Linked DNA regions of Mus musculus: all the other regions are linked to region 6. Evidence: chromatin contacts called from public Hi-C, HiChIP or PLAC-seq and promoter capture Hi-C data. All regions are on one chromosome and are shown on one strand. Each heading gives the region's core, a stretch centred on a gene start, on an enhancer-like site or on the middle of the called end of the contact. The rest is flanking DNA. Distances are from core to core; before and after follow the strand shown.

Region 1 (2,700 bases), core at 11-2,510, 2.5 Mb after region 6:
GTGTGAGATCTAGGACAGTGTCAGAACTAAGTAGAAAGACTCTCTCAAAAAGAAAAGGGACTGGAGCTCAGTGATTAAGAGCACTGACTGCTCTTCCAAAGGTCCTGAATTCAAATCCCAGCAACCACATGGTGGCTCACAACCATCAGTAATGAGATTGGATACCCCCTTCTGGTATATCTGAAAACAGCTACAATGTACTTATATATAACAAATAAATCTTAAAAAAAAAAAGAAAGAAAAGAAAGGATGAAATGAAGGGAGGAAGGACTAAAAGGTGATATTTGAGCAAGAATCCAGAGATATGAAATAACTGACAGCATTGTCCAGCCCTCAGGTGGGTTAGCCACAAGCTGGGGCCAGCCACCCAGGCTATAGAGTGAGCTCCGGACCAGCTTGGGTTACATAGTACGACTGTCTACTGAGGCCTGTACCTCATGAGATGGCTCATGAGGTACAGGCCTTTTGACCTGAGTTCGATTCCCACACATAGTGGAAGGAAAGGACTGAACCAAATTCTGCAGGTTTCCTCTTCCTTCCACAGGCCAGAGGTATTGGATTCCATGGAGCTAGCCCTAAAGGTGATCGATCATAAGCTGCCTGATTTGGGGGGTGGGAGTGGAGAGTGGGGCGGCTGGGAACCCTGCTCCTCTTCAAAATCAGAAAGTGCTTTTAACTACTGAGTGATTCCTCCAGGCCCTTAATTAATGAAGTTTTGTTTGTTTGTGACCTATGCTTTAACGTCTGAGCCATCTTTCCAACCCATATTAATAAATGCTTAAAAACACGTGCTAGGCAGGGCAGTGGTGGGAAGCAGAGGCAGGTGGATTTCTGAGTTCGAGGCCAGCCTGTACTACAGAGTGAGTTCCAGGACAGCCAGGGCTACACAGAGAAACCTTGTCTCGAAAAAACAAACAAAAAAACAAAAAAAAACACCCGAAAAACAAAAAAATCAAGACGGTCTCCAATTTCTCTGTTATTCTCTCTTAAACACTATTTTCACGACTTGGACAACCAGAACAGAACCTGGAGGAGCGAAGCAGCAATGAACTCTATCGATTCTCTCGACTCTCTTCTTTCTGTGTTCTGCTCGAAGTCCTCGGCGATCCTCAGCGATGCCTCGGGCACCACTTCTCTCCGAAGTCCGCCCTCTCACCGCCATGCGCACGCGCCAATTTTCCGATTGGCAGAGTGACGGGAGGACTCGGCCAATGGCGTCCCGAGGAAGGTGTGTCTCTGGGTCACGCCCCCTCGTTGAATATTCAGGAGCGGGCGTGTGGACGCCGCGATCAGCCGCCATGAAGTGAGATGGGGTCTCTGAAAGAGCGGGCGGCTCTGCGGTGGGCAATGGGGCGGCGGGTGGGCGTCGCCGGGGCTGGGGCGCGGCGTGGAGAGGCTGCGGAGACCGGTCCGGGTGGCTTCGGGGTCCCTGGCGGCGAGACGCCACGAGGGCGGGCGGGCGGGCGGAGCGGAGGCCGAGGCGGCTCGAGAGCACCGGGCACCGACGCCTCACCGCCGCCAGGCTCAACGTGGACGGGCTGCTGGTCTACTTCCCGTACGACTACATCTACCCGGAGCAGTTCTCCTACATGCTGGAGCTCAAGCGCACGCTGGACGCCAAGGTGGGTGGCGAGGCTGCCCTCCTTGCATTCTGATGCCTCTGGCAGGCAAACGTCCTGGTCGGGGCCCGGGCCTTGCTATCCCAGCACCCGGAAGACCCAGGCAGGAGCATCGCTGCGATTTTGGAGGCCAGCCGGGGCTACACAGCGAGACCGTGTACTAACAACAATTGTAAATAACAAGGCGAGGAATGTCGCTCAGTTGGTAGGGTGCTAGCCTAGCTAGCAGGGGTGAAACTCTGGGTTCCATCCTGGCACCGCATAAACTGACTGATAGTAATTACAATTATGCCTGTAATTCTAGAGACAGGGTGGCTGAGGACAGATTGCTCGAGTTTGAAGTACAGTCTGGGTTTCATAGTGAGTTTCGGGCTAGCTAGGGCTATGTATAGGAAAACTCTGGAGGTATTCCTGGTAGTGACAATAGTGGAGGGAAGAAGGGGTTCCGTATGTGGAGGTCAGAGGACAACTTTGTGGAGTTGGGTTTTTCCTTCCACTTCTATTTCGGTTTTGTTTTGTTGTAGATTTATTTGTTTTATGTATGTGAGTACACTGTAGCTGTACAGATGGTTGTGAGCCTTCATGTGGTTGCTGGGATTTGAACTCAGGACCTCTGGAAGAGCAAGCAGCCAGTGCTCTTAACTGCTCAGCCATCTCTCCAGTCCCTCGTTGTGTTTTCTGAGACAGGGTTTCTCTGTGTGATTTTTGCTGTCCTGGAACTTGTTTCATAGACCAGGCAGGCCTCAAAGTCCCAAAAGATCCACCTGCCTCTGCCTCCTGAGTGCTGTGATTAAAGGCATAGGCCAACACCACCCAGATTTCTTATCATTTTATGTGGGTTCTAGGGATCAAATTCAGGCTGTTAGGTTTGATAGCAATCGCCTTTACCTGCTGAGCTATTTCAACAGCCCTGAACACAAACTTTTTAAAAAAAGTTTTCTTTTAGGTATACTTATTTCCAATGTGTGTATACATGCTACAGTGTGCACGTGAGGGTAGAGTTGGTTCTTTCCTTCCGTGTATGTCTTGGGGATTGAACTCGGGTGATCAGGCTTGGCCACAAGCACCTTTACCCGCTAAG
Region 2 (2,700 bases), core at 131-2,630, 2.5 Mb after region 6:
ACCCCTTTCCTTCCTAGGATCAACGGTTACTTACTATTAAATTTGATAAATTAACTAGTTTTGAGTCAGGATCTTATTTTGTAGCTCTGGCTGACCTGGAAATCACTCTGTAGGTCATGCTGTCCTCGAACTCACCGAGATCCGCCTGTCTCTGCCTCGTGTGTTGGGATTAAATGTGTGAGCCATTTCGCCTGGCTACTATTAATAGTTCTGTTTTGTATCACACTTCCAAAGGCCTGGGGCCATGGCTCAATAGTAGTGTCTCTGCCTAGAATTCACAGCGTAGGCATGTGCTTGTACACACACACACACACACACACACACACACACACCTCACAACTAGGAAAACATTAAAAAAGATATAGAGGGATTACATATGATGACCTTTGGGCGTGCCCTCTCTCAATACACGAAGACCAAAAGAAAATGGAGAATACGTTGGTAAATGCATGCAAAATTTTAAATGGAGAATTTTTAAAAGTATGAACTCGAAGGAAAGATTTGCAGCCTAATGAAGTGACTAACAGCATCAGCCCTTAAGCATCACTCCAACAAATGGGCGGTAATCAAAAGATGCTCATCTCCTTTTCCTCCCCCTTTTTAATTTAAAAAACCGTTGAATTGCTCATTTCGAAAAAATGGGCAAAGGATATGAGCCAATCTTTGTTAAAAGGAATAGGCAAAGGAAATGAGCAAGAACAAAAAATATATAAGACCATTAAACTATTTCCTTAGCAATCACAGAACTACAAGTTGGAACGGGGTGAAACTGTCCTTCCAGGAAATGAGTCATACTAAGTCATTCATGGGGCCCAGGTCTCGGAACACAGGTGTCCCTTCCTTCAGGAAGCCCGTCCTCACACCCCAGCTGGGTCAGGTGCCCCCTAACACGGGCTCAATGTCCTCTGGGCTCTCCCTTCCCGACCCTGCCCGCTCTGGGTTGTCCCTGTCTGACTGTCCCACTGGACTTTAAGCCACAGCTGTCGGTATCAGTCCCTGCTTGGGATGCAAGTGGGGAATGGCTTAGAATGAGTGAGTCAATGTCTGTGGGCTGAGTCCACCCACGCTTACAGGGAGGGCGTCCTCTGAAATCTCACCTCCCTCCTCTCTCTCTCTCTCTCTCTCTCTCTGTCTCTCTCTCTCTTTGTCTCTGTCTCTCTCTCCTTTCCTCCTTTCCCTCCCCCACCTCCTTTGATCATCACTGAGCCGGATCTGGAGTCTGGGAAGCGCTCAAGAGGGCCTTGGAACACAACTACTTGAAGTCAAAGTCTCCCAGGTACCAAGATGCACAAGCTTCCATCCGCCCCAAACCACAGCGGTCCTCCAGGACCATAGAGAGCAGCGCGAATAGAGTTCCCCGCTCTAACTCCTCCGGGGAGCAGCGAGACGAGCGAAGGGCCAGAGCGGCCGGAAGTGAGTCTAGCAGGAGTTGTGCTGGCTGTGCTGGCGTTGTGTCGCCTCTGTTTCCCCCCGTGGTATTTCCTTCTAGGCATCGGGAAAGACCAGGTGAGTTTTGGCAGTGCTTAGACGCAGAGCTAGGACCGAGAGGGACAGGGTGGAGGTGGATGGAGGCCGGGGATTGATGATTGGCAGCGGAAGAAGCCAATCATTGCGGAGGCTGAGACTAGGCCGGGACTGGGCGAGGCGAAAGCATCCAGGTGTGCCCCTGGGGGCGGGGCCAATTGCCTCTGAGCGAGTGTCGTGCGGGAGTAATAGCAGGTAGGCGGGGCTATAAGACCCGTAGACCAATCCGGAGTGAGAAGGAGGAAAGGGGCGGGCCCACTGGTTGGTCCTCTGGAACCTAACGCTAGCGAACCGGGCAACCTTTTGTGGGATGGGGTGGGGATACCACTGTGAGCCAGAGTTTCCCTCTGGAATATGGAAATGCCTACGACGATGTCGCCACGCCTTTCAGGCCCCAGATGGACCCTGGGAAGGACGAGGAAAGTCGGCCACAGCCCTCAGGACCACCCACCAGGAGGAAGTTTGTTATCCCACTGGAGGAAGAAGAGGTGCCCTGTGCAGGGGTAAGAGCGAAGACTTGGGGGCTCTTGGGAGTTAAAAGGATCCCTGGGACTACGGTGTGAGTTTAGGCTTGGGTTGCTTTGGAAAAATAACCTGCCATGCTCTGCAATCCTCGGTTTGCCCGTTGGTAAAATGGCATGACAGGGTGGTTAAGGGAGAGGCTGGCAGCTGGGCAATGGCCAGTGATAGCTTTTGTTTGTTTAGTTTGGGTCTTCGATTGGGTCACATGTTTCCTGGGCTAGCCTTGAAATTGATGTGTAGCTAGGGTTGGCCTTAAATCCAGTTCCTCCCATCTCCACTTCCCAAGTGCTGAGGTTATAGCAATGGAACATCCTTTTGTTTTTTGTGTGGATGTTTTGCATGCCTGTATGTCTGTGCACTACATGCATGTAGACCTGCAGAGGCCAGAAGTCATTGGCTCCCCTAGACCTGGAATTGAATCCAGATCCTCTTGAAGAGCAGCCAGTGCTCTTAACTGAGAAGGCATCTCTCTGGCCTCTAAAACATGTCTTTGTGCTGTCTGTACACACATGGATGAGTGCTGTGAAGCTCCTGTGAAGGGCAAAAGATAACCCGTGGGACTTGATTTTATCCTTGTACTGTGTAGATCCTCAGGACTGAACTGAGTGAGGTCACGAAGCTGGCAAGTACCTTTACCCACTGAGCCATCTTGCC
Region 3 (2,775 bases), core at 219-2,718, 2.5 Mb after region 6:
CGGCTTTTAAAGAGACAGAAGATCTATTTGCAGCATTCTTGCAAAAGCTAGGTAAGAATTCTGGTTGTCACGATTGTACTTTTAAAGCTAGAGTGTATCTTCGGAAGTCCCTGGTGCAGCGAACGTGGAAGATTTAACTGAACCAGGTCGGAAAATAGAGAAAAGTGTACGAACGGAGCATTTTAATAGCAATCAGAGGCGGAGCTTCTGAAGTCTAGGGGAAGCGGGAAACTGAGGGGGAGGAGTCTGCAGAGTCATGGGAGGAGCCTCGGACCCCAGAGCCCCAGAGCCTGGCTTGAAACGGGGTGAGGGTTAGTGTCAGGGAAGACTTGTAGATGTCCTCGTGGACTTAGTGTCCGGAATGGGAAGTATTCCTCACGGTTCCGAGGCAGGTAGAGGTGCAGCTGGTCGGTCCCTGTCTGCTCCGCGGCCCAAGTAAACAGCGGCGCGTGCACGTGGGATTTGGGGGACGTGCCCACGCCCCCTCCCAGCAGGACTGCAGCGCATGGGGTGGCGGGTGGAGCCGCGGGACGGTGGCGAGACAGGGAGACTCGACTGCATTCCTGGCCGGTGTGTCAGCGTCGCTGCCCGCCCCTTCTGCGGAGATTTTGGAGACTCCTCCAGCATTGGGATGCTCCCCCCTTCTTCTGAGGCTTTTGAGAACAGAGGTCACCAAGGCTACGAAGGAGTGTTCCCTCCGCCAGGAATCTCCAGACTATGTGTCCACCCTCGCGCGTGGGCGAGAAACTCTGGGGCTCGCCCTTTGTGGGCTTCAAAACTCCAATTCCCAGATAACTCGAAGGTGGCTGGCGATGGACGTCGGTCAGGAGTCTGCTGGGGATTGTAGTTCAGCTTGTTGCTAGGCACGCCAGTAAATCGCCAATGCTGTGATGTTTTGTTTTGTTTTTTTGAGACAGGGTCTCTTTATGTAGTCCAGGCTGGCTCGGAATTCGCTGTGTAGATCAGGATGGCCTTGAACTTTCAGAGGTGCGCCTGTCTCTGCTTCTTAAGTACTAGGATTAGAGGCCCCTTATTTTTATTTTTTGTTTTATTTAGACAGATAACCCGGGGCTTGGAGTCCTGATTAAGGTGGGTCCTTTTCTCGCCATAGTATTGGTCGTGTGAATTTCTCCGCGCCTCCCATCTCCTCCTTAAGTGTCCAAATCTTCACTCAGGCAAGGGGACACTGAGCCTGGAGGAGTGGGAAAGGGCTCAGGGGTTCTTCCCTTGTACCCATAGTGAGGTGAGGGTCTAAATTCTTGTGCATTTCGCCGTCCAGGACGTCCATGATCTTCTGGACCTAGCTCTGGCTGACTGTCAAATGGATCGCGTCTGACTCCAAATGGAAGTGTCCCTGGCGGCGCCTCGCCCATTCGGGACTACAAATCCCAAGGTGCTCCAGGCAACCGCAGTTCCCCCTCCTCCGAGGGACACGCCTCCCTCCAGTCAGAGTCACGTCGTCTAACCTGTTCCCAGGCGACTGCCCCGCCCCGTCCTCCGCTCCCCGCCGCTGGAGCCGGAGCCGGAGCCCGAGGAAAAGCCCCCCGGTGCCAGGATCTGCCCCGACGCGTGAGTTCCACCCCCACCCAGGGTCCAGCCACCCCAGAACCGGATACCGCGTTCCTGGGAAGACTTATTGGAAACTCGGACCTTAAGTCCAGGGGAATAGTGTGGGGAGCTCACGCCTGGATCCCTGGAAAGAAGGAACTGGGGTGCCGACTTTACTGGGCAGATGGATAGGGGGTTTGGACATCTGCTCTTAGTGGTGCTCGGAGCCCTTGGTCCTGGGGAGTTATTGGAGCTGGAATTTTTTGAATACTTTAATTGGGGACCCTTGGAAGTGTCTTAGGGTGCTGTTGAGGTCCCGGGTCTCTGTATTTGGGGCAGATGTGGGAGATCAGGACGTTCTAGAATGGTCCGGCGCCCGGTCACCCTCCAGCTGCCTTCAGCACCGAACCACTAGGTGTTTGAGTAAAATTAGTGGCACTGGACTAGTGGATCCTGGTCTTCGAAAAGAGTGGGACAAGCACGAGGGGCGTGGGTTTCTCAGGAGGCTGTGTGCGCTACACCCCACCTTCTGGTTTTGGGATGGGGGCAGGGAGTGAGAAGCCGGGGCAGCTCTCCAACCTCTTCTGTGCCGCTGAGCGAACCCCAACATGTCATTAGCTGGGGCGTCAGACCTGCCTAACCAGAGGAGTCACATTCGCCCAGGAGCGCCCCCTAGCGGAAGCGGGAGTCAGACCTCTTATTGCCCCCACGGGATGGGAAATAGGTGGTGTTTGGTAAAGTCATTCTAGAGCCCAGGGCAGAATAACAGGACTGCAGGGCTGGATCTGGTAGGCTTCTGTGGCCGTGTACTGCTGCGTTATGCGTTACAGAGAATGGAAGTGGTAAACAGGCTGGCGGGCCATACAGGCAGTTGAATTGGACGTCTCCTTCGCTCTTGTGACAGCTGTCTGTGTGTGGAAGGAATTCCTTCACTGCCACCAGCTTTTCTAATTAACCTTCTTCCTCCTGGGGTGGGGCTCCTTGTGACCCAGAGGTGAGGCATGTTGCCTCCACTTCCATCTGTCTGACCTGAGGTATTATGGGAGATAAGGGAGGGAGGGAGGCTAATTCTGGAGGTGTCTGTCTGTCCTTGAGCCAGGGAGAGGGCAGGGGCAGGCACGCACCTCCCACTGTCTCTCCACCTCTGAGCCCTTATGTAGGGGGATTACGAAGCTGGTGGGGGAGAAGGGTCTGAAGAGGGAGGGTGTTTGCGAATGCCTGGGCTGG
Region 4 (2,718 bases), core at 149-2,648, 2.6 Mb after region 6:
CCCTGGATTCCTGGCTTCCTGGGACTTTGGAAAGGAGAAGCGGGGGGGTGGGGGGGGGTGGGGGGGTGGGGGTGGGGGGACACTGCTGTAGCCCATGAGTTCGCTTCAAGGAGACCGAGATGTTCTGGAATCGGATGTTAGCACTTTCTGCTGCAACCCTGGGAGTGCATAAAGATCCATTAAACCGAAAGGCATAAAAGTATGAATGTGAAGCTGGAGAACGGAACTGAGCAGTGGTTAGGAGCACTGGCTGCTTCTGCAGTGGACCAGGGTTCAATTCTCAGCAACCACGGGGCAGTGGACAACCACCCAACTCCAGTTCCAGGGGATCTGTCTCCTTCTAGTGGGCTTGGGCACTGCATGCACGCAATACTTGTAGTCACTCACAAACATAAATAAATAAATAATACACTTAAAAAAAAGTCAGATCTGCTGCACCTTCATTGGAGTGGGCGGGTTGGGGAATCTGTAAAGGATTGACTGGGAAGTAGTATCATGGCAGAGCACATGACCATCGTGCACAGGGCCCTGAGTTCAATTCCCCGGCACCCCCAACACATACATGCAAAGAAGAGTCAGGCAAGGTGGCCTAAGCCTTCAATCCCAGCACTTGGGAGGCAGGATCTTTGTGAGTTCTAGGCCAGCCTGGGCTACATAATGAGGCCCCGTCTCAAAAGGAGAAAAAAGGAGAGCATGCACGTGCAGTTGAGTCTATCATCTGATGGAAGGTGCTCTGTGGTTATGATACAATACAGCTAGGTCCCTGGGAGACTGGCCCACAGTGGGGGACAGAGGCAGAGGAGTGATAGAATCTTGCTATGAGTCACTGGCTGTTCTGGAATTCATTCTGTAGACCAGGCTGGCCTCAGAGATGCCACCTACCTCAGCTTCCCCAGTGCTGGGATTAAAGGCATGAGCCACCACCGCCCCACTGGCCGAGAGCTACATTTTAAAAGCCATGACAGGGCTACCCCACTGGGTCCTCAATCCAGCCTCTGGGACCAGTGGAGTTTCCTTTGAATCCTGTCCCCCAGCAGAGGATACAAGAGGAACACATGCTCCCTTGAGACCCTATCCACACCTCCATTACTCCAGAGCTCAGCTGTGGGCCCCTGTCCAGCTCAGGGTGTCTCCCCTGGGCACACAGGATGATGTTGTTACCTTGGGAGGCGTGAAAAGCAGGCAGGAGGGCGGGCGGATTCCGGCAAAGCTGGGAGGGGGGGTAAGGGCGGGGAGAGGGGTCTGTGGCCCTTGTCACAGCAGGGCCCAACCACAGCCTGGCCTAGAAGGGCAGACAGATAATGGGGCCTTCCAGCCCCTGGCCCCAGAGAGGGAGGGGCTTCCTGACAGGAAATTGTCCTCCTCCAACCCCCCCCCCCCTAGATCCAAGCTCTCAGCAGTCCTGGCCCAAGTAGTCTGGGGACTGGACAGCAAGAGGGGACAGAAGGACAGGCACAGACAGAAGGTGAGTGTCGGGGTGAAGAAAGCATGCCCCCAACTTCTTCCAAAGATGGGACACCTCATCAGAACCCAGAACTCTGGAGGCAGGAGGGCTGGGTGAGCAGATGCAGGCTGAAGGCTGGGTTTGGTGAGTGCTGCGGTGAAGCGGCGGCGGCAGGGACTGGGGCTCTGGGATCCAGAGAGGTAGGAAGGACTTGTAGAGATGGGGTCCACTCCTGGCTGAGGGAGATGGGGATGTTAGGTCTAATGCACTCTGACACTCTGACACTGGATGGGGACACCCCCGTGGGGTGGGCAGCCAGTGCCTGGCTGCCTCCAGTGAGGAGGGTTGCAGCTACCAGAAAGCCACACACACACACACACACACACACACACACACACACACACACACACACACACAGGCTCCTCACACCTGCAGGGCCAGCACTAAGGAGCGGAGGCTGAGGCAGGAGGCTGGCCGGTTTGAACAAGCTTGGATTAGGGATTGAGACTCTGTCTCCATTAATTAATTAATTAACTAATTAATTAATTAATTAAATAGAAAGGAAGGGCTATCAAGATGGCTCAGCAGGTAGATGCTTGCTGCCCTGAAGAGCTGGATCCAGTCACTGTGACCCACAAGGCAGAGAGGACCGACGATTGCAAGTTCACATCTGAACCCCACATACCGACCATGGCTTGTGTGCCCACATACAAAATTAATTAATTAATTAAAATAAAGAGAGAGAGAGAGAGTGATCAAGAGAGGCTAGGATAGGATATGAAGGCTGCCCCGGCTGGTGATGCTGATGTCAGAGTCAGGCTCAAGGATGTGTAACCTAAAAGGATCAGTTTTCGAACATGGACCTTAGGACTTTTTTTTTTTTTAATAATTTTTCAGCTAGGCAGTGGTGGTGCACACTTTAATCCCAGCTCTCAAGAGGCAGAGGTGAGTGGATCTGTGAGTTCAGGGCTAGCCTGGTCTACAGAGTGAGTTCCAGAACACTGAAGGTTACAAGAGAAACTCTGTCTAGAAAAACTAAGAAAACAAAATTCCCACAGAGTCTCACGTTGCTCAGTCTGGTGTCAAATTTCTATATACCCAAAGACTATACTGACGCTCTGGTCCTGCCCTCCCTCTCCCCAGTGTGTGGATTGCAGCCCTGCATGGCTGCTGGGGTGGGAAGCCAGGGTTTCTTGCAAGCCAGACAAGTACTCTACCAACTGAGCCTCGTCCCCTGCCTTGGCTTTTGATGTTTTGATCTCACGTGACTCAGG
Region 5 (2,823 bases), core at 266-2,765, 2.4 Mb after region 6:
TGGGGGGGTGGGGGTGGCTGGGGCTGAGAGGAGGGGAGGCCTCTGTCAGGCCAGGCCCCGCCCTCAGGTGAGCCCAGGAGTTCAGGGCAAGTCCCAGGGAAGACATACAAAAAAAAAAAAAAAGAAAGAAAAAAGAAAAAAAAAATCTTTGTATCCCCCTCACCTACAAGATTAAATTCCTAGGAAGAGAGCTGGAAGAAGCTAGTGAGCCTGGGTCCCTGAGGGAGAAGGCTATGACCTTGACGCTTTCCAGCGCCCCCTCCTCCAATCCCACGGCCTGGGGAAGGGGGTAACACCCAGCGACATTGAGCCCAGGGGGAGGGACTGTGGTGTGGGGAAAGCAGCTGGCCACAGTGCTCACTCGGGGGCCCGCCCCCCACACCAGCTGTCTCGACAGGTGAGTCAGGAAGACAAAGGCCCCCCTCCCCCAGCTGCTGCGCCCCCTCCCTCCCCGGCCACCAGGTTGGGGGGGGGGGACCAGAACCGTCCTCTGGCCCGGGGGTCCAGGAGCCGCCCTGGGCCTGGAGTGCTCCAGGGCCCTAGGACCCAACCTGGTTGCCTAAGGGGAGAAGAGTCCCATCCAGACCCTCTAGGCCCCGTGGGCCAGATTCCCAAGAACTCCTCCACAGGAGAACCTCGGTGTCCACCAAATTTAGGAACATCAAGAAGTGCCCCTAAAGTTAAGGACCGCGATTCCACTCTGGGACTCTCATCCAGTGCCCTAGACGCAAGGATCCGAATTCCAACCACAACCTGAGACTCAAGAGTTTTAGGGCTAGGGTTCTCTAGCCAGCCTCCCACCTGGTTTTGAGTTTGGGGGCGGTAACTCTGAGCCCGCTTATACTAGATCATCCCTGCGAGGATCTGACTATCTGAGAACTCAGAGGTGCTCCCCCCAAAAGTCTTCAAATTCTGAGTCCCGAGAGCGCCCCTAAACCTGAAAGCCATCAAGAGAACCTCAGCCGGCACCGCCCCAAGCCTTTAGGGAGTAGTGTGGAGAAACGGGGTGTCGATATTTAGAGATCGTTCCAGAAGGCACCGGCTCAGATCTGGGACGCCCAAAGCGCTGTGTCCCCTAAATCTAGCCCCAAATGCGCTGGAGGGGGGGAGGGGGACAAAGGCGGGGCGCGGAGCCGGCTCCCGGCTGGGACCCGGCTGGAGGGTTCGGGGCTCACCTCATGGCTGCGCGGAGGGCGGGCGGCGCGCCCACGGGGAGTGCTCCCGGGGCGCCCCTGATTGGAAGTGCAGGGGTGCGGGGCTGGCTCCAGGTTCTGCTCAGTCTCTCTCGGGGTCCCGCCCCATAGAGTCCAGCTTCCTGGGGAGAACGTGGACCGGGCCGGGGCGGGTCTTCAGGCGCCTCCTCCCACCGGTGTTCTGATGTGCTGGGATCCCCTGCGATGGAAAGCGGGGTGCAGCGTCCGAACCTCGCCGGCGCACCCCCTCGGCCGGCTGCACCTACGCGGTTACTCTTACTACTGTACTCTCTTTGCTACATTTCGTTCCAAAATTCCACTCCCCGTACCCACAATTCCCTGCGCCTTAAAGGGGCCGTGGACGCCTCCAGGCGGGGGATGGAGAGCGTTTAAAAGGCAACGCGGAACCTTGGGCTTCCGCAATTGCACTCCTTTCCCGGTCTTGTGGCGTGGGGGTGCACCCTGAGCCTCACTCCGGAGTTGGAGGGGAAAGCTTGGTGGAAGAGACAAGGGGCCTTTCTTTGATCTCTAGCTGTCTCCACTATCAAATTCTTTAGTAGAGATCTGGGGGTGTAGGTTCTCCACTCCAACTCGCTCCGTGGACTTCTCAGTTTATTTTTTGGGGGATGGGGGTACCCTTGGTTAAGCAAGGGATCTCATCAATTTCCACCTTTAAGTAACACTTCCGCACTTCTCTTCCCCAGATCTCGCTTCTCAGGCCGAGCCCCACCCCTCGCCGCCCCCCACCCTCCCGGGGAAGGTGTGGAGGAAGTGAGCGAGGGGGCGCGGCGGGCCGCTGACTCACCGCGGCCGGGTCGTGGTTGGGGTGGGGGCGGGGGTAAGGGTGGGGGATAGACTAGGAGCGAAGGGTTGGTGGTGAGACCCCGATCTGCTCCCCACGCGGGCCCAGCTACAGCTTAATTTTGCCCACGGAGGGTAGTAGGATCGTCCCAACAATCCGGCAGGCTCAGAGGCCCGGAGACCCTCCTCTAGAGCCCCTTCCCCGCCAACACGTCCGGGCTGAGTCGAGCCCCCCCTCCCCCAAGCCTTCCGCAGTGGGACCCATAGGCCCCGCCCAGAGTTACATCATCATGCAGACACGCCCCTCCCGTAGAGCTCTACCTGGCCGGCTGAAAGGCGGTAACTCTAAGAAAATGGCAGTTCCTGACTTACTGATCGAGAAACTGAGGCTCAGAGACAGGGAATGGGTTTAGCTTATTTGGGTCCCCCCGCTCCCAAACTCACGAGAATCAATCCACGTGGCCTTTGGCCAATCCATTTCCTGGATGCTATGCTGGCTCCCTGTTGTCCTTCACTTGTAAGAACCTCAACCTTCAGGCCAAACTCTTACAGTAATTCTGCTCTAAAAAAATCTAGTACACCAGTTAGTTGTCCTGCTCAAACCAGGAGGCTGAGGCAAGAGGATCACGAGTTTGAGGCCAACCTGGGCTACAGGGTGACTTTAACGTCATCTGAGGTTATATATTTAAGAACAAAAGTGGCCTGTGGAAGTAGGGCAGCAGTTAAAGGGGGGGGGGGGATGGAGAGATGGCTCAGCGGTTAAGAGCACTGACTGCTCTTCCAAAGGTCCTGAGTTCAAATCCCAGCAACCTCATGGTGGCTCACAACC
Region 6 (2,724 bases), core at 194-2,693:
CAAACAGCAGGCACAGCATGTTCCACAACCCCCGCCTTCTAGACCTGCCCCAGGGTCACGGGGTAAAGGGGGCCGTGAGTCCCAGAAGCAGGCAGTCAAACATGCTGGGGACATGCCTGTCTAGAAGGTACATGTAGGCATGTGGTTTTTAGGGGACACTCATTAGCCAGGCTGTGAGCTCCACGTGGCCTTGCCTCCCCCTGTCCCTCTTTGCAACTTCCCCAGGTGGTAGTTTGGGTTTTCACTCCAGCCTCAGACTTCCTTCCCCAGCCTCTGCCCCCGGATGTGGTGACAGCCAGCACTGTACCCACCTCAGCTGCCCCCAGCAGCGCTGAACCAGTAAGGGGGGGCCCTTGTGGACAAGTTGCTGCTCTCTTAAAGCTCCAGCTACCTGGATGTGAAAACTAATTGGTAGCCACTGCCTGACTACTGGAGTAAAAGTCAGAACGGCTCTTGATGGAGTTAGAGTTGACTACACAGACTCACAGGCTCTCAGTTGATGTTAGCTTTTTAGATTTCCTGTTATTGCACTACTGTTTATTTCAGAGAAGGGTGGAGGTCAGGACAACCCACAGTAGCTCAGCTGGTTCTCCTTTGACTATGTGAGTGTACAGGATTGAACTCAGGCCAGTGAGCTTGGCTTCAAATGCCTTTCCCCACCTGGCCATCTCACCAGCCACATGTTGGATGATTCCGTTAACACACCCACCCAGACACCCCTGGATGTTTTCAGTGCCTTCCCTTTCCTCTGCAAAATCAAAGGCAGCCACATCAACTCAACTTTAGCAGTGTCCAGGCACCACCTGTATTTCGGCCTCATGACAGAAAAACTAAGGCTCACAGTGGAGAAGTCACACAGCCAGAAAGATGTCGGCACTTGGTCTCACAGGAGGTCTATCAAGTGGTGGTGTCCTTTGTCATGCCACCTTGGTTGGAGGGACAGGCTTTGTACCCTCAACTCTCTGGAGAGAAACCTGAAATTAAGCTCTCTTGTGCATCCTAAGGCCTCCTCGACTTCCCACCTTATATACTGGGCTTTTGAGCTGGGGACGCGCGCTTTTGTGTGTGTGTGTGTGTGTGTGTGTGTGTGTGTGTGTGTGTGTGTGTGTGTGTGTGTGTGTGTGTTGGGGGCAGGTTGAGTAGCAGAAACTGTAAAGCCACCGGACTTGACAACGATTTCCGACCCTTTCCCTGCGGTGGGCGCCGGATGCGTGCCAGTCTGACAGCTCACTCCTTCAATGACAAAGCGCCTGCCCCTCTCGCGTGCCGCGGTGAACTGCGGCGAAAAGTCAACTTTCCAGGCTGGACTGTGCAGAGGAAACGCTGACCCTTCCGCCCTCCTACCCCCAGCCACCAAATTCCCCCCAACTCCCTGGTGCGGGGTCCCGCCTTCCCCTTCCGTCCCAGTAAGGCCCGCCCTGTGATGTCACGGTGCCCTGCTTTGATTGGCCAGCTGTGCCATCGCTCCTGAGACTTCCTTCTGGGCCGCCGCTGCCGACTTAAACTTTGAAGGGGGAAAAATAGAGCTACCCGCGCTGTGCGACCCTCCCTTGTCCCCGACCCGCCCCGCCTTCGGTAACGCTCCCTCCTCCGCCGCCCCTGATCCAACTTTCCTCCGACTTTCACGACCTGTGAGAGTCTCTTCTTTCAGCCCTGGCCCTGGCAACCCCTCCTCATCCCCGAGCCAGTCGGGTTCCTACGATCCACTAGATCCCTGGTCAGACTCCCGTTTTCTACCCCCAAGGCAGAGCATCTTCAGGCCTGCCCTGACTTTGGTCCTGCCGTCAAACCCACCGGATCCTGGCATTCCCTCTGCTTTGCTCTCAGCCTTCTTTCTCCAGGGGCCTTGGATCGCAGTGTCTTTTGATTCCAGGGACCCTGCCCTACCCGACTTTCTTTCCTGGTTTCTTCCAACCTTCCAATCTCTGGGTACCCTTCCCCAAACCACTGTTTTTCTTTCTGAACTCTGCTCTCTTGACTCCCGGCGTGTGACCCACTAGATGCCTTTTCTCTCATTGCCCAGGATCCCGCCATCCTCGCGTCTCTCAACCTGACAGATTTCTCTCTCAAATGCCTGCGTTCTTACCACCACCGCAAGAGAGCTCTCGGATCTAGGTCCCAGGGTCCTTGGTGAGCTTTGGGCGGCAGATCTGGATCTGGCCCCCATGGCCGCCGCCCCCTCCCATCCCGCAGGACTCCCCGGCTCTCCGGGGCCCGGGTCTCCTCCGCCCCCCGGTGGCTTGGATCTCCAGTCGCCGCCACCTCTGCTGCCTCAGATCCCGGCTCCGGGTTCGGGGGTCTCCTTCCATATCCAGATCGGATTGACCCGAGAGTTCGTGCTGTTGCCGGCTGCCTCAGAGTTGGCTCATGTGAAGCAACTAGCCTGTTCTATCGTGGACCAGAAGGTGAGGGCATAGGGGGCTCTCATGATAAAGGAGGAGGCTTTGGAGGTGGCCTGAGATTGTTGGGAGGCCAGAGAGGGGCCTAGGTGACAGACGAGGAGGGGCACTACACCCTAGTCGTGTCCTCACTCCACCACCGGTTTCAGAGAGGCCCGGATAGGGGTGGGGTGCCCAGAGGCCTCCCCAAATTGCCTGTCGCTGCTTGTTGTTTTCTGCAGCGAGCAGGGAGGAAGGGAGGGGCCTACCAGGTGTGGAGTTGGGAGGAAGGGGCAAGTGGGAGCAGCTGATCAGGAAGAGCTCTTCTGATGGGCCCATCCTGGGC
Region 7 (2,700 bases), core at 60-2,559, 2.6 Mb after region 6:
CGTGTGTGCACGTATACACACACACACACCTAAGTAAACCTCAGCTTGCAGACACAGTCACCCACATACCCACACACAGCCAACAGTTAGTCAGTGACAGTCACATATCACTGACACAATTCCACACACTCCACCCCCACTGCCACGCAACACCTAGATCCAACCCCATTCCCTGCCACACATGGCCATCTGTGTGAATCAACCACAAGTATACAGTTGACCCAGTATCTCAGTCACACATGCTCAGTGCTATGCACAGTCCGCATGTAACACACACACACACACACACACAGGAGACAGACAAGATCATCCACATTCACTCTGTCCCCATCACTGAGTAACATGGTAGCTCATTTCTTTTACACTCTTACCCACAATGTGACTCTTTCTTACTTTTAAAATATATATAATTTTATATATACATATGTATGTGTATATATATGTTGATACAGATTTTCTCTAATATATATACATATGTATGAATATGTATACATTGACACAGAATTTCTCTGTGTAGCCCTGGCTGTCTTCAGAGATCCGCCTGTCTCTGCCTCCCGAGTGCTGGGATTATAGGTGTGCATCATGATGCCTGGTCCCTAGTCAACTTTTTTCCCTTTATGTACTTATTGTGTGTGCAGAGGCACATGGATTGCCAAGAGAACAACTTGCAACTTAAGGGAGGAGTCCTTTCTCTCCTCCCACCTTTCGGATCCTGTGGATCAAACTTGAGAAATAGACAGTTTGGCATCAACACCTTTACTCTCCTTGCTGGCCCACGTTCCTTTTCTTTTTCTCCCTCCCTTTGGCATCTGTACCCACATCCGCCCTCCTTCTGTCTCTCTCCCTTGAGTACGAAGCCCAGGCTCGCTCGCCTCCAACTCCGCTCCTCCCGCCTCAGTTTCCACAGTGCGCCCTGCCTTACTCTCCCTCTCTTTGCACACCTCGCGCAGGCTCCCTTACCATGCATGTCTTGCACCCTCAGGCTGCAGCGGGGGACCCTCCGACAGCCGGCCAGCCCCTCCCCGCGGCCGCGGAGACCCTGCACCGGACTTCGCGTCACAAGGCCCCGCCCCGCCCGCAGCTGTTTTTCTACTCCGCTAGGGGCCGGGCGGGGCTCCGCGGGGACCCCGAGGCTCATCCCGGCCACCAGGTCCCTGGCTCCCTCCCTCCATCCCTGCGGCCCCCTCGGGAATCCCGAAGCAGCCGCCGCCGTCCCCCGTGCCCACCTGACGGCCGCCCGCCCGAGCCGCCTCGCTGCGCGGAGACCGGGCTGCTCCCGCTGCGCGGCCGCCGCCTTCCCGGAGGCTCCTGAGGGAGGTGGGGCAGGGCAAAGCCACGCCCCCGCAGGTGCGCAGGCCGCGCCCTCCGCCAGCACACATTGAGAAACCTGTGGTCTAGAGGCGGGGCGGGGCCGATGGAGGCAACGCACGCCCCCGCAGGCGCCCAGGCCACGCCCTCTGCCGCAGCATTCGGTGAAACCTGCGTTCCGAGAACTTCTGAAAACTTTATCTGGGGGCCTTCGAGAAGGCTCAGACAGTAAGGGTGCATGCTGCCAATCCTGAGGAGCTGAGTTCGATCCCTGAGACCTTCAGGGTGGACAGAGACGGACTCCCACATGTTGTTTTCTGACTTCTACATGTGTCCAGTCATACATACACAAATATGGAATAAACAGATGGCTCATCAGGTAAGAGTGCTGGCTGCTTTTGCAGAGGACCCAGGTTCGATTTCCAGAACCCACATGTCGGCTCAAAATCATCTGTAATTCCAGTTCCAGGGAGATCCAGCACTTTCTTCCAGGGCCTCCACAGACACACATAAAATAAAGATAAAAATCTCCAAAAAATATTGTTTTAATAATTACAACCTGAAGACCTTGCACAACTATTCCTGGCTGAGAAGATGGTAAGGGCGCTAGCTGCCAAGCTTGACAGCCTGAGTTTCATCTCCAAGAACCATGAAAACTGACTCCTGGGAATTATTCCGGAGTTGGTCAAGGAGAGCCTGGATGGATTCACATGCATGGATGGAACGTGGGCACCCACACACGTGCATTTGTGTATACATACGGACACATAAGTAAGAGGGGTTTTCTTTATTTTAAAGATTTATATTACTGTGCATTGGTGTTCTGCCTGTAGATCTGGGTGAGGGCATCAGATCCTCTGGAACTGGAGTTACAGACAATTGTGAGCCACCATGTGGGTGCTGGGAATTGAACTTGGGTCTTCTGGAAGACCTGAATTGATTAACATGAGCTAACAGTAGTGTGTGCACTGCTGGGAGTGGTACCCAGAGCCCTGTGAATACAAGGAAAAAGCATCTACTATTTAGCTCTCCCTGCCATATATATATTTATAGATATAGATATAGATGTGTGTGTGTGTGTTGATTTTATTAATTCTCTCTGCCCTCCTTTTCTGAGGCAGGGTCTCACTTAATTCTGAAAATACAGCCACTGTACCCTAGTTACCTTTATTTTATTGAGGGGGGATAGAGTCTCCCTATAAAGCTCAGCTGGGCTCAAACTTACAGTCCTGCCTCAGCCTCCTGAATAGCTCCCATGCTGCAGTATCTAAGAATCTCTTAATGTAGGCTCCTGGGTCTTTAATATTCTACAACGCGTGCCCTGTGTCTCTCTGGTCGTCTTCAAGGTCAAGACTGTAGAGTGGCATGATGCAGATGCGCAAAAAGTATTTA

Evidence for each region. Promoter capture Hi-C pulls out the DNA fragments that hold promoters and counts their contacts. A called contact is a pair of places that touch in the nucleus more often than the background predicts. HiChIP or PLAC-seq counts read pairs in DNA pulled down with a chosen protein or histone mark.
Region 1: a contact with region 6 is called in an H3K27ac HiChIP or PLAC-seq map of acute myeloid leukemia, with 6 times the contacts expected there. The contact joins the promoter of Ercc2 here to the promoter of Prkd2 in region 6. A contact is called at or near these places in 1 of 115 datasets of contacts at active chromatin or transcription factors (acute myeloid leukemia) and 3 of 9 other capture datasets (adipose tissue, embryonic stem cells and liver).
Region 2: a contact with region 6 is called in a promoter capture Hi-C map of embryonic stem cells, with 7 times the contacts expected there. The contact joins the promoter of Ercc1 here to the promoter of Prkd2 in region 6. A contact is called at or near these places in 4 of 39 promoter capture datasets (cranial neural crest, embryonic stem cells, liver and 1 more), 1 of 484 Hi-C or Micro-C datasets (B cells), 3 of 115 datasets of contacts at active chromatin or transcription factors (embryonic stem cells, forebrain and large pre-B cells) and 1 of 9 other capture datasets (liver).
Region 3: a contact with region 6 is called in a Hi-C map of B cells, with 8 read pairs. The contact joins the promoter of Ppp1r13l here to the promoter of Prkd2 in region 6. A contact is called at or near these places in 1 of 39 promoter capture datasets (liver), 1 of 484 Hi-C or Micro-C datasets (B cells), 4 of 115 datasets of contacts at active chromatin or transcription factors (acute myeloid leukemia, embryonic stem cells and forebrain) and 2 of 9 other capture datasets (adipose tissue and liver).
Region 4: a Hi-C map of B cells shows a contact between it and region 6, with 6 read pairs. The contact joins the promoter of Exoc3l2 here to the promoter of Prkd2 in region 6. A contact is called at or near these places in 1 of 484 Hi-C or Micro-C datasets (B cells) and 1 of 9 other capture datasets (liver).
Region 5: a Hi-C map of B cells shows a contact between it and region 6, with 7 read pairs. The contact joins the promoter of Vasp here to the promoter of Prkd2 in region 6. A contact is called at or near these places in 4 of 39 promoter capture datasets (cranial neural crest, embryonic stem cells, liver and 1 more), 1 of 484 Hi-C or Micro-C datasets (B cells), 4 of 115 datasets of contacts at active chromatin or transcription factors (embryonic hindbrain, embryonic stem cells, forebrain and 1 more) and 3 of 9 other capture datasets (adipose tissue, embryonic stem cells and pancreatic islet).
Region 7: a contact with region 6 is called in an H3K4me3 HiChIP or PLAC-seq map of stem cell-derived neural progenitor cells, with 5 times the contacts expected there. The contact joins the promoter of Klc3 here to the promoter of Prkd2 in region 6. A contact is called at or near these places in 2 of 39 promoter capture datasets (hippocampal neurons and maxillary cranial neural crest), 1 of 115 datasets of contacts at active chromatin or transcription factors (stem cell-derived neural progenitor cells) and 1 of 9 other capture datasets (liver).

The regions. Positions count from the first base shown.
Region 1 is chr7:19,380,757-19,383,456 of GRCm38.p6, forward strand. Ercc2 (excision repair cross-complementing rodent repair deficiency, complementation group 2) reads left to right here and starts at 1,261. Exons shown (of 23, transcript NM_007949.5): 1 at 1,261-1,303; 2 at 1,523-1,622. The coding sequence starts at 1,299.
Region 2 is chr7:19,343,691-19,346,390 of GRCm38.p6, forward strand. Ercc1 (excision repair cross-complementing rodent repair deficiency, complementation group 1) reads left to right here and starts at 1,381. Exons shown (of 10, transcript NM_007948.2): 1 at 1,381-1,506; 2 at 1,916-2,027. The coding sequence starts at 1,923.
Region 3 is chr7:19,359,748-19,362,522 of GRCm38.p6, forward strand. Ppp1r13l (protein phosphatase 1, regulatory subunit 13 like) reads left to right here and starts at 1,469. Exons shown (of 13, transcript NM_001010836.3): 1 at 1,469-1,569.
Region 4 is chr7:19,461,889-19,464,606 of GRCm38.p6, forward strand. Exoc3l2 (exocyst complex component 3-like 2) reads left to right here and starts at 1,399. Exons shown (of 12, transcript NM_001370800.1): 1 at 1,399-1,465.
Region 5 is chr7:19,270,339-19,273,161 of GRCm38.p6, forward strand. Vasp (vasodilator-stimulated phosphoprotein) reads right to left here and starts at 1,516. Exons shown (of 13, transcript NM_009499.3): 1 at 1,176-1,516. The coding sequence starts at 1,180.
Region 6 is chr7:16,841,459-16,844,182 of GRCm38.p6, forward strand. Prkd2 (protein kinase D2) reads left to right here and starts at 1,444. Exons shown (of 19, transcript NM_001252458.1): 1 at 1,444-1,575; 2 at 2,024-2,405. The coding sequence starts at 2,166.
Region 7 is chr7:19,402,795-19,405,494 of GRCm38.p6, forward strand. It overlaps Klc3 (kinesin light chain 3), which reads right to left and starts at 1,310. Exons shown (of 13, transcript NM_001286039.1): 1 at 1,227-1,310.